Regions from separate parts of the Triticum aestivum genome. Here region 1 is linked to region 2. The links are chromatin contacts, called in public Hi-C maps. All regions are on one chromosome and are shown on one strand. Each heading gives the region's core, a stretch centred on a gene start, on an enhancer-like site or on the middle of the called end of the contact. The rest is flanking DNA. Distances are from core to core; before and after follow the strand shown.

What was found. A called contact is a pair of places that touch in the nucleus more often than the background predicts.
Region 1: a contact with region 2 is called in a Hi-C map of leaf, with 4 times the contacts expected there. The contact joins the promoter of LOC123085367 here to the promoter of LOC123085366 in region 2. A contact is called at or near these places in 2 of 5 Hi-C or Micro-C datasets (both in leaf).

What each region holds. Positions count from the first base shown.
Region 1 is chr4A:95,376,583-95,381,601 of IWGSC CS RefSeq v2.1, reverse strand. It overlaps LOC123085367, which reads right to left and starts at 1,339. Exons shown (of 1, transcript XM_044506992.1): 1 at 1-1,339. The coding sequence starts at 998.
Region 2 is chr4A:95,190,857-95,195,590 of IWGSC CS RefSeq v2.1, reverse strand. It overlaps LOC123085366 (probable BOI-related E3 ubiquitin-protein ligase 3), which reads right to left and starts at 2,224. Exons shown (of 4, transcript XM_044506991.1): 1 at 2,040-2,224; 2 at 1,837-1,934; 3 at 1,408-1,700. The coding sequence starts at 2,134.

The DNA of each region.
Region 1 (5,019 bases), core at 90-2,589, 190 kb before region 2:
TCTGCCGCCTCGAGGGCAAGGAGGAACTCCTCCTTGGCCTCGGCGTGGCGGCCCAGGGCGTAGAGGCAGTTACCAGCGCGGAAGTGCGGGCGGACGTCGGTGGGCTGAAGCTCGCAGGCACGGCGGAAGCTGGCAAGGGCGTCTCGGAAGAGGCGGTGCTCGGAGAGCGCCCGGCCGATGACCATGTGGTTGTCGAAGGCCTCCTCGCGAGAGCGGGAGGCGTCCGCGCGCGTGCGGAGAACAGCGAGCTCCTTGACGAAGGTGAGGTAGTCCCGGCTGGTCTCGTCCCACGGCGCGGACGCCAAACCCGAATCGGCGGAGGCGGAGATCTCCCTGGACCAGCCGGCCTCGGAGAAGGAGTCGAGATTGCTGCCGCCCCCGCTGGTGTCGACCGAGGAGGTCTTCCGCAGCTGCTTGGAGCGGAGGCGCTTGACGAGTATCTCCAGGTCGTCGAGGAGCGCCCAGGAGGAATCGAAGGCAATCCCGTGGCTGGGCGAGGTCGCCCAGGCCGGCGCGGCGACGGCGGCGCGGGAGCTGGACGAGGGGCCCGTGCCGCCGATGCCGAGCGGCTTGAGGTGGTCGTCGAGCAGCGAGGCGGCGACGGCGGCGCCGGAGGTCGGGGAGGAGGAGGCGGCGGCGTCCCCGGGCCCGATCTCGGGGGAGGAAGCGTCGGAGTCGACGGCGGGAAGGGAGAGCGCGAGGAAGTCGCGGTCGACGTCCCCGGCGCCGTCGTCGTAGGTGCGGAGCAGGCCGGTGAGAGACAGGCCCTGCCCCCCCGGGAGGATGAACTCGGCGTAGGTGCGGAAGACCTCGTCGAGGATGGCGGAGATCTGGTCGTCGCTGAACTTGACCCGTGGGTTGACGGCGACGACGAGCTTGGCCATCTCGGCCCGGTCGAGCCCGCCGTCCCCGTTGGCGTCGAAGCGCTCGAAGATCCTGCGCACCTTCTCGGCCCGCGCGCCCCTCCCCGCCGACGCCGCCGACGCGGACAGCGCCATCGCGGGAAGCCGCGCGCTGGGTGGGGGGGCGGAGCGGCGATCGACGGCGGATTCGGCACGCGCGGGGGCGGGGGATTTGAGGGGAGGGGGGAGGCGGGGGGCGGGGTGGAACCAGGGTGGAGCGGCGGTTGTGGTGCGGCGTGGGCGTGGGCGTGGTGTGGTGGAGGTGGAAGGGAGGGAGACGATGGTTGGAGGGGGGGAGGTGGCAGCCTGGCTTGTGGCTGGGCTAGCTGGATGGAGGGCTGAATTCGCGAGGGGAGGGCGCGTGCTGGTTCCCTCGCCATCACATGGACATGGTGGGATAGGGCGCTCCGCCAGCCCCGCTCCGTCCGTCCGGCCGGCACTGGTCAAGATTGCAAGGCTTTGGAGCCGCATGTATGTGTGGGCGCGCACGTTGAGGCGTTGGAGACCCCGTCACGCTCGGTCGCGCGCGCGCTCTCGCTGTCCCGCACCGTTATGTTTTGCGGTTGCAGTGGCCTCCTGCTGCTGGTGGCGGTCCTCGGCCGGTCGTGCTGCTGGTACCGCGGTCAGCAGGAGTGAACTGGTTGGTAGGTCCGCCCCCCGGCAGCCTTCTTGTCGTCGGGGACCGTCAATTTGGGTTTTGGTCCGTCAAAACAAGATCGCCAATGTTTTTTTTTTTTGCGGGATAAACGAAGATTTCATTAACTCAATGAGGCTTCCTGGCCTCTGAAAGGTTTACAATGCAGTGTAATCCCGATCGTAACCAAACAGCCGTGCGCGGGGTACTACGCCCATAAGCGGCGAGTGCGTGACTAGTATTATTTTGTGATCTACTAATATGAGAAAAGGAAATCTCCCTTGATTCAACAGCTACTATTCCACGTATTTCCTCGACTAGCGCTCGGACTTGTGAGCGATTCGCCGACTGTGCTGACAGCATCGAGACCGCTTCAGTACTGCCCAACTCCACCAAGATGGGCATGTTTGTACGGTGCAAGGCCAGCTGCAGTCCCTCCCTGCATGCTTCCAACTCCGCTTGGAGGCTATTATTACATGTAAACAACTGCCTGCATGCTGTGAAGATGAGCTCTCCTTTTTCATTTCTCAGGACCATACCACCACCTGCTGCACCTGTGGCCTGGACAAAACTTCCGTCGGTGTTGAGTTTTGTCCAGCCGGGTGGAGGGGGTACCCATTGAAGCGTTGGCTCCTTCACACTGCTTGCATGTATAGGCCGGCCAACTTCATGCACAACCATTTTGCCTTTCACCAAGTCTGCATGTGGGAATTGGTGGATGCTCAGCAAAGACGTGATGTACCCGTGAAGAAAACGCCTGGATGCTTCTGTGGGCGGAGGAGCCTTGTCGTGGGTAATTTCATTGCGGATGTACCACGCCCGCCACATGATCATGAGGACGACCATACGCGTCGTGTCCGACAGAGGGTTCAGAAGCGTGAAGAGCCACTCTGGTCCATCATTCTCTATGGTGTCCACCTTGGGGATCGACCAATCTTTCTCCATGGCTCGCCAAAGGTCCCTGGCAAGTGGGCACCTGCACATCGCGTGGAAGCCGTCCTCTCGTTCCACACCACAGAGGGGACATATGTCAGTAAGCTCAAGGTGGCGACAAAACTTGTTAGCCCAGGTAGCCAGCGAGTTGGTTACAATTCTCCATGCGAACACACGTACCTTTGGGGGAGCAGGGCACCCTCATATGATCTTTCAGATGGCGCGATGACCATCCGGTGCCCTGCTCGTAGCAGTTGCCAATGGACGTTCACGCTCGTCCATGGCTAGGCGGTAGGCGGATCAAACGGTGAAGATACCGTTCCTCTCAGGCGCCCATGCGATGATGTCGTCGGTGGCGCGAGGCGATGTGCGGATGCTGCTGATAGAGTCAATGTCCGGAGGGAGGAAGTGGCGACGAAGAAGGTCCATACGCCAGTTGCCTGCCTCGTCAAGGAGCTCGGCAACTCTCCTGAGCCGGCAGGTTCCTTGCTGGGTAATGGGCTGGCGCGATGGCTCGGTAGGCAGCCAGCGATCACACCAAATGCGGATGTTATGTCCATCATCGACACGACACACGATGCCCTTCTTCAAGAGCTCAAGGCCATGTTGGATGCCCTGCCATGTAGGGGAGGCGTTCCCCGAGAAGACAGTATCTTCAAGGCGACCCTCCGAATAGTAGCGAGCCTTAAGCACCTGTGCACATAAGATATTAGGATTAGTGAGTAAACGCCACGCCTGCCTGGCAAGCAGGGCCTGGTTGAACAGGCGGAAATCTCTGAAGCCCAGACCGCCCTTCATCTTATGCGCCAAAATTTTGGGCCAAGCCAGCCAATGTGTTTTCCTCTTCCCTTCCGAAGAGCCCCACCAAAAGTTCTGCACCATCCTATTCAGATCATCACATACGGACATAGGAAACTTGAAAACACCCATGATATAAGTTGGGATGGCCTGTGCAACAGCTTTTATCATCGTTTCCTTACCAGCAAGAGAAAGGGTATCCCCCCATGCGATGATTCTTTTCAGTAGCCTGGATTGCAAATTCTGAAATTTACCTCGCGACATACGGCCATCAGGTGTTGGAAGGCCCAAATACTTGTCCTCAAAATCCAGAACATTCACATGCAGTACAAAGCGGACCCTTTCCTGGTCCTCCATGGTACACGAATTGCCAAAAAGTATACTGCATTTAGCTGGGTTAATGCATTGTCCTGTTGCCCGTTCATACACAGTGAGAACCTCATGTACCTTTTTTGCTTGCTCCTCCTTTGCATTAAAAAATAACAGGGTATCATCTGCAAAAAGCAAGTGTGACACGCCTGGAGCTCGTCGACACACTTTCAAAGGTGTATATTCCCCCTTTTCTTCAGCATCTTTCAACAAAGCAAACAAACCATCAGCCACCAGTAGGAACAAAAAAGGGGAGAGTGGATCACCTTGCCGTAGCCCTCGCGACGGTGCAAACGAATCCAAGAGGGTTCCATTAAATTTAACAGTGTATCTCACCGAGGTGACGCACGCCATAATCCAGTCCACCCACCGGCGAGCGAACCCCATCTTTTGCATCATTCGCTCCAAGAAGATCCAGTCCACCCTGTCATACGCTTTAGACATATCCAACTTGTAAGCACAAAAGCTTTTGTTAGGGTCTTTTTCATGTTGAATAGAGTGAAAGCACTCAAATGCTATCAGGGCATTATCAGTGATCATCCGCCCGGGGACAAAGGCGCTTTGCTTCGGTGAAATTATCCCATCCAAAATGGGCCGCAGGCGGTTAACCAGGCACTTAGATACTACCTTATAGATAACATTGCAAAGACTGATAGGCCTAAACTCCGTGAGCCTCTCTGGATTCTCAACCTTGGGGATGAGAACAATGGAGGTGTTGTTCAACCCTTCCGGCATTATTCCCGATCGAAAGAATTCTTTGACCCCGGCGATCACCTGTGTCCGCATGCAAGACCAGTTTCTTTGAAAGAACCTGGCAGGAAAACCGTCCGGACCTGGCGCCTTCAACGGTCCAATCTGGAAGAGCGCATCCGCAATCTCCTTATCCGAGAACTCTGCACACAGACCATCATTCATTTGATCAGTAACGCGTGTGTTAATTAAATTAATCACTGGATCCACACAAAGGGTACTATCTGCCTTGAACAGATTAGAAAAGTAGGACGTGACCAACTCAGCCATAGCTGCATGGCTCCGATGTGTTGTGCCTGTATCATCCACAAGTGATTTTATGCGGTTTTTTCGAGCGCGCCATACTGCTTTCCGGTGGAAGAATTTTGTGTTCTGGTCCCCTTCACGTAACCAGGCAACACGAGACCGCTGCATCCAGAGCATCTCCTCCCGGTACAACAGTTCGTTCATCTTATCAGTAGCCTCTCGGATATCCTTCCTATCTGCATTCATCGACAAAAGCTCTTCCAGACGTGAGCGGGACTTATTTATTTCTTTAATGACATTTCCAAAAATTTTGCGGCTCCAATCTTGCAGTTTCTTCATCATAGTGCCCAAACCAGATGCTATATCCCCCAGGTTCAACATAGACCC
Region 2 (4,734 bases), core at 975-3,474:
CGGAGAAGAAGGCACCGCCAACAGGCTCGTCGCCGCAAAGGAAGACCATGCCTACGCCACGCTTGCCGCAAGTTGGCGGAGAAGTTCTACCTCGGCCTCGATGATTGAGCCGGCAACCCAGAGTTTCGAATACTTAAACTTAAAGGAAGGGCGGTTAGAACAAAGCAAGGGATGACACTTCCAATGCGCGAAATCCGTTTCAAGGTTTAATTTGTAGTTTCATCTACTCCCTCTATCCCAAGATAAGTGACTCAACTTTATACTAACTTTCCACTATAGTTAGTACAAAGTTGAGTCACTTAATTTGGGACGGAGGGAGTATGTTTTAGCTAAGTACGAACTCCGGTTTTGTTGGAACTTTGTGGCGCGAATCTGGTGTTTAAATTTGCAGTGTGAACTTTAGCAGATCTGTTCTGCCGGGACCTTCGAGTTCCCACAAAATCATTTTAGGGTAAAACAATTTTGCAGTACCGATTTATACAGGATCTGCTAGAGTTGCTCTAATATGAGCACCAGCAAGGCAGCAACGCCTGCAGAAGATACACCAGCAGCAGATGCCACCTCAGACATGGAACTGTAGTTAAAAAGGCATGCCTAGTCGATAGCAAAACTCCTACTGCTTAATTGCGCTTAAGCATGCACTTTGGTCAGAAAAGCGCAAGGTGGTGGCAACAGACAATTAAAACCTATCGGTGTTTTAAATTTGTGTGGAAGCATGTATGCACGAGTCCCATTGCCTCCTCCGACCTGTATTCAGGTCTGCTCCATCTGCTTGGTTCGGTACAACTGCAAATTAAGACGAGAGCTTCTGTTTTACTCGGGTATTGGTACCTGTTAGGTTCCTGGGGACTGACCCCAAGCTGCAGACAGTAGATCATGTACTCACCGTAGCTGAGTGTTCAGATCTCATTTGGGATTCCAATGTTGGACTGGGATTCAGATGGTCGAGTACATTGCTGCTAGTGTGGTGTAACGGAGCCAACCGAAAGGCAAATGGAAGAGGAGTTTGAGCTTTTGGTGGTGTTTAATTGAACCACAAGATTTGGGTGGTACCAATGATATTTACCCAGTTTTTTCTTCATTAATATTTCACCGTTCTTATGTTTAAGACTCACAAGATTTATTTAAACGGCATACCATGAGAATTCACTCATGAGAGCTACCAGTAATCGAGAATCGTCGCATGCCTTAATAAGAAAATAAGAAACCTGCAACATTAGAAAAGTGAAGTGAAGAGACTATCTATATGTGCCCTTCACCTGCAGAGACTATATTGACCTGACAAAGTGAACGCTTCACTAATTACCCCAACAAACCTTCGTCAACTGATAAAAAGACAGCATGTAAAGCATAGAACGGATTGCACAACTCAAATCGCCCAAAGGAAAAGGTTCGAGAGCACGTGACCTGGGCCCTGATGAAGCGGTCCATATCAGCATCTAGACGCTGGACCTCACGGGAGATGTCGTCGTCCAGCATCGGCAGCAGGAGCAGCGGCGAATCGCCCGAGGAGTTCCCTGCGCCAGCGCCGCCGCCGCCATGGCGCCTGTCCTCCAGAGAGAGCGCCAGGCCCGTCGACACCGCCGAGCCCGTCTGCAGGAAATCGATGGACGACATCTGCGAGTTCTCCCCCAGCAGCTCCTGCTCCCTCGGCTGCCTCCACCCCATACCCGCCGCAGCCGTCAGCCCCGCCGCGTCCACTACTACACAGAACGCAGCAAAATCCAATGAAATTTCAATTCCAATCCCTCGAAAATCAGCGTCAATTCAATTGGATTTTCGAAAGACGAATGGGGAGATTCGCGGGCGGGGGGGGGGGGGGGGGGGGGCGCTTACTCTGTGGCTGCCGGGCCTGGTCCGGGAAAGCGGGCGGCGCGTTGAAGAAGGCGAGAGGCGCCGGGATCTGTCCATCGATCGGCACCGGCAGCGCGTTCCTGCCGAAATTTCACGGGCATTAGGAAGGGGATTTTAGCGCGACTCGTCTTACCGCAGGAAAACGGACGGAGAAATGGCACGGGGCCGAAATTGAGATGGGGCACCTGAAGGAGAGGGGCGCCGGCGGTTGCTGCTGCTGCTGCGGTGGCGGCGCCGCGGGGTGGGGCTGCTGGAGGTGGTGGTGGGAGAAGAAGGCCATGGCGAGAGGAAGGTGCGCGAGAGGGGAAAGGGGCAGGTCGCCTCGTCGGAAAGGGAGGAGAGAGAAGGCGGAATTGGGCTCTGTACTGAGTGCCGGCAAATAGTGTGATTTGGGTTTGGTTTACTTCAAGTAGATGTGCAGTTGACATGTGGGGTCATGAACCTTGGAGCCCACATGTCGGTTCGATATTTCTGCGTTCCCCGTGCTTCATTAGATTTTGAGATGTATTTTGTTGTAAAGCCCTTCGTATTGTTCCTAAATCTACTATTTTCCCTCAATATATACTCCCTCCGTTCCTGAATATAGGTCTTTTTAAAAGATTTTAATATGGACTATATATTGAATCTCACTCTAAAATCCGTCTATATACATACGTATCTAATCCATATTGTAATCTCTAAAAAAACTTATATTTAAAAATAGAGGGTACGCACACAAGTTATTGCGTTGTATTCGTATAGACAATATTTACAGGATTCAATGAATGTAAAATCAAAGAGAAAAACAAAGTTTGATGCAGATGTATTTTCGCACAAAAAGCACAACAATTTGTGCACAAAGAGATAAAGCACGACACATAATCTTTCCCCCTTTTTGATTTGTGTGTTGTAGAGGAGGTCGTGATAGATGGCTAGAATATATGAAACATAGCTTTGCTTTCATTTCAAATTAGAAGGGTTTGGCGCGCTTTGTCGCTTGTTGGTGTTGTTGGATTTTATAACTTTTTTTCTCTCTCTGTTTCAAAATATAATGTGTATTATATTTTTTAAGTCAAATCTCTTTAAGTTTGACCAAATTCATAGAGAAATATATCAATATCCATGATATAAAATTGCTACCATTAGATTCATCATGAAATGAATTTTCATATTTTAATTATTTAGTATTGTTGGTGTCGATATTTTAGGCTTTAAACTTGGTCAAAGTTTAAATTTTAGTCTTTTCAAGAAACTAATATACCTTATATTTTGGAAATGAGGGAGTATTTGGTTTGGCAAGTGAGGGAAATGATGGAGTGTGATTTCCTTTTATCACGACGCGGTGTTTTGGTGTAGCTTCGCGGTGTGTTTCTGTATTATCTGCTAATAAATTCATACTTATGTGGAAAAAGTTATGCGCCCCTGACTACATGTACTATATTGGTGCTACAGTATCGCATGTTAGCGCTTATTTTTTTCTGGGTGGTGAGGGGGTGCGCGGGGTTGATATGTTTTTATAGGTCAGTTGTTGTCGATTGATTTGAACAATCAATGACCCGATCAAAATCATGAACTAAATCCAAAATTGAATATCTCAATCAACAAGAAAGCTTCAAAATTAGGGAGCGTAGTGAATTAAAAAATTAAATAAGAAAGTTCCTTGAAATTTTTTGACCTGGTCAAAATCGGGTGATCCAATTATAAATTGAAGACTTCAGATGATATGAGGCCTTAAAAATTAGGGAGCATAGTGAATAGGAAGCATAGTAAATTAAAATAATTGAACAAGAGAGCTCCTTGAGAAATAATTGACCGGGTCAAAATCGGATGACTCAATTCTAAATTGGAGGCCTCAATTGACTATGAAGCCTAAAACATTGGCAAGCATTGTGGATTAAATATTAGAGAGCATAGTGAATAGGAAGCATAGTTAATTAAAAGAATTGAATAAAAGAACTCCTTGAGAAATCGTTAACCCGGTCAAAATCGGTTGACCCAATACTAAATTGGAGACCTCAATTGACTATGATGCCTTAAAAATTAAGGGGTATATTGAATTAAAGGAATTAAATAAGAGAGCTCGTTGAGAAATCGTTGACCTGATCAAAATTGTGTGATCAAAATTCAAATTGGAGACCTCGATTGAATCAGAGGGCTCCAAACTTAGGGAGCTTAGTGTTATAAAAGAAAAGATTCTATAGTAGCCCAAAGGTGTTTCACCGAATTACTTCGTGGCTGTTATTGTAATACTATACAGAGAAAGAATTTTCTTTAATCACATGACTAGAGAAAATAGGATTAAGGTAACACGGATCATACCAGAAACCAAGAAAAATCCTTATTACAAAAAATAATAATTTTGGACGTTGCACCTAATTTTCCCAAAACTCAAAATTTTGGATATTTAAATGGTGCACTTTGGACGAGTGGTTCAGCTATAGGTTTTGCATTTTAGAATAGATAAATAGAAAACTAATAAAATCCTGAAACATTTTTTCTAGGGTTTCTTGAGAGAGGCGACCTGGAGGCGACTTGCACCCCCTCGAGCCACCAGTGTCGCTGCGGATTCCGTTGGCCTTTGTCGTCTACTGCGGTAGGGGGGATATGGGGGATCCCGGATCCAAATGTCTTGACCGTGTCTCGTAGAGTCTTCAAGTTCTTCGTTGTCGGTGGAGTTGGGCAACATCAACGATGGGAATAATTATTCCTCGACTTTTTCCATGTAGAAGTTGCATCGATGAGTCCATGGATGGTGTCAAACGTCGGGCACTTGGTCTGGTGTGATTAATGCTTGTTCACGACAGCGGCCACATGTGGAGGAGATGGTGTTGCCATGTTATTTTGTTCTCTAGGTCCATATCAATCCAATGAAGCTCAACCAGAGACGGCTTTGTCGAGGAA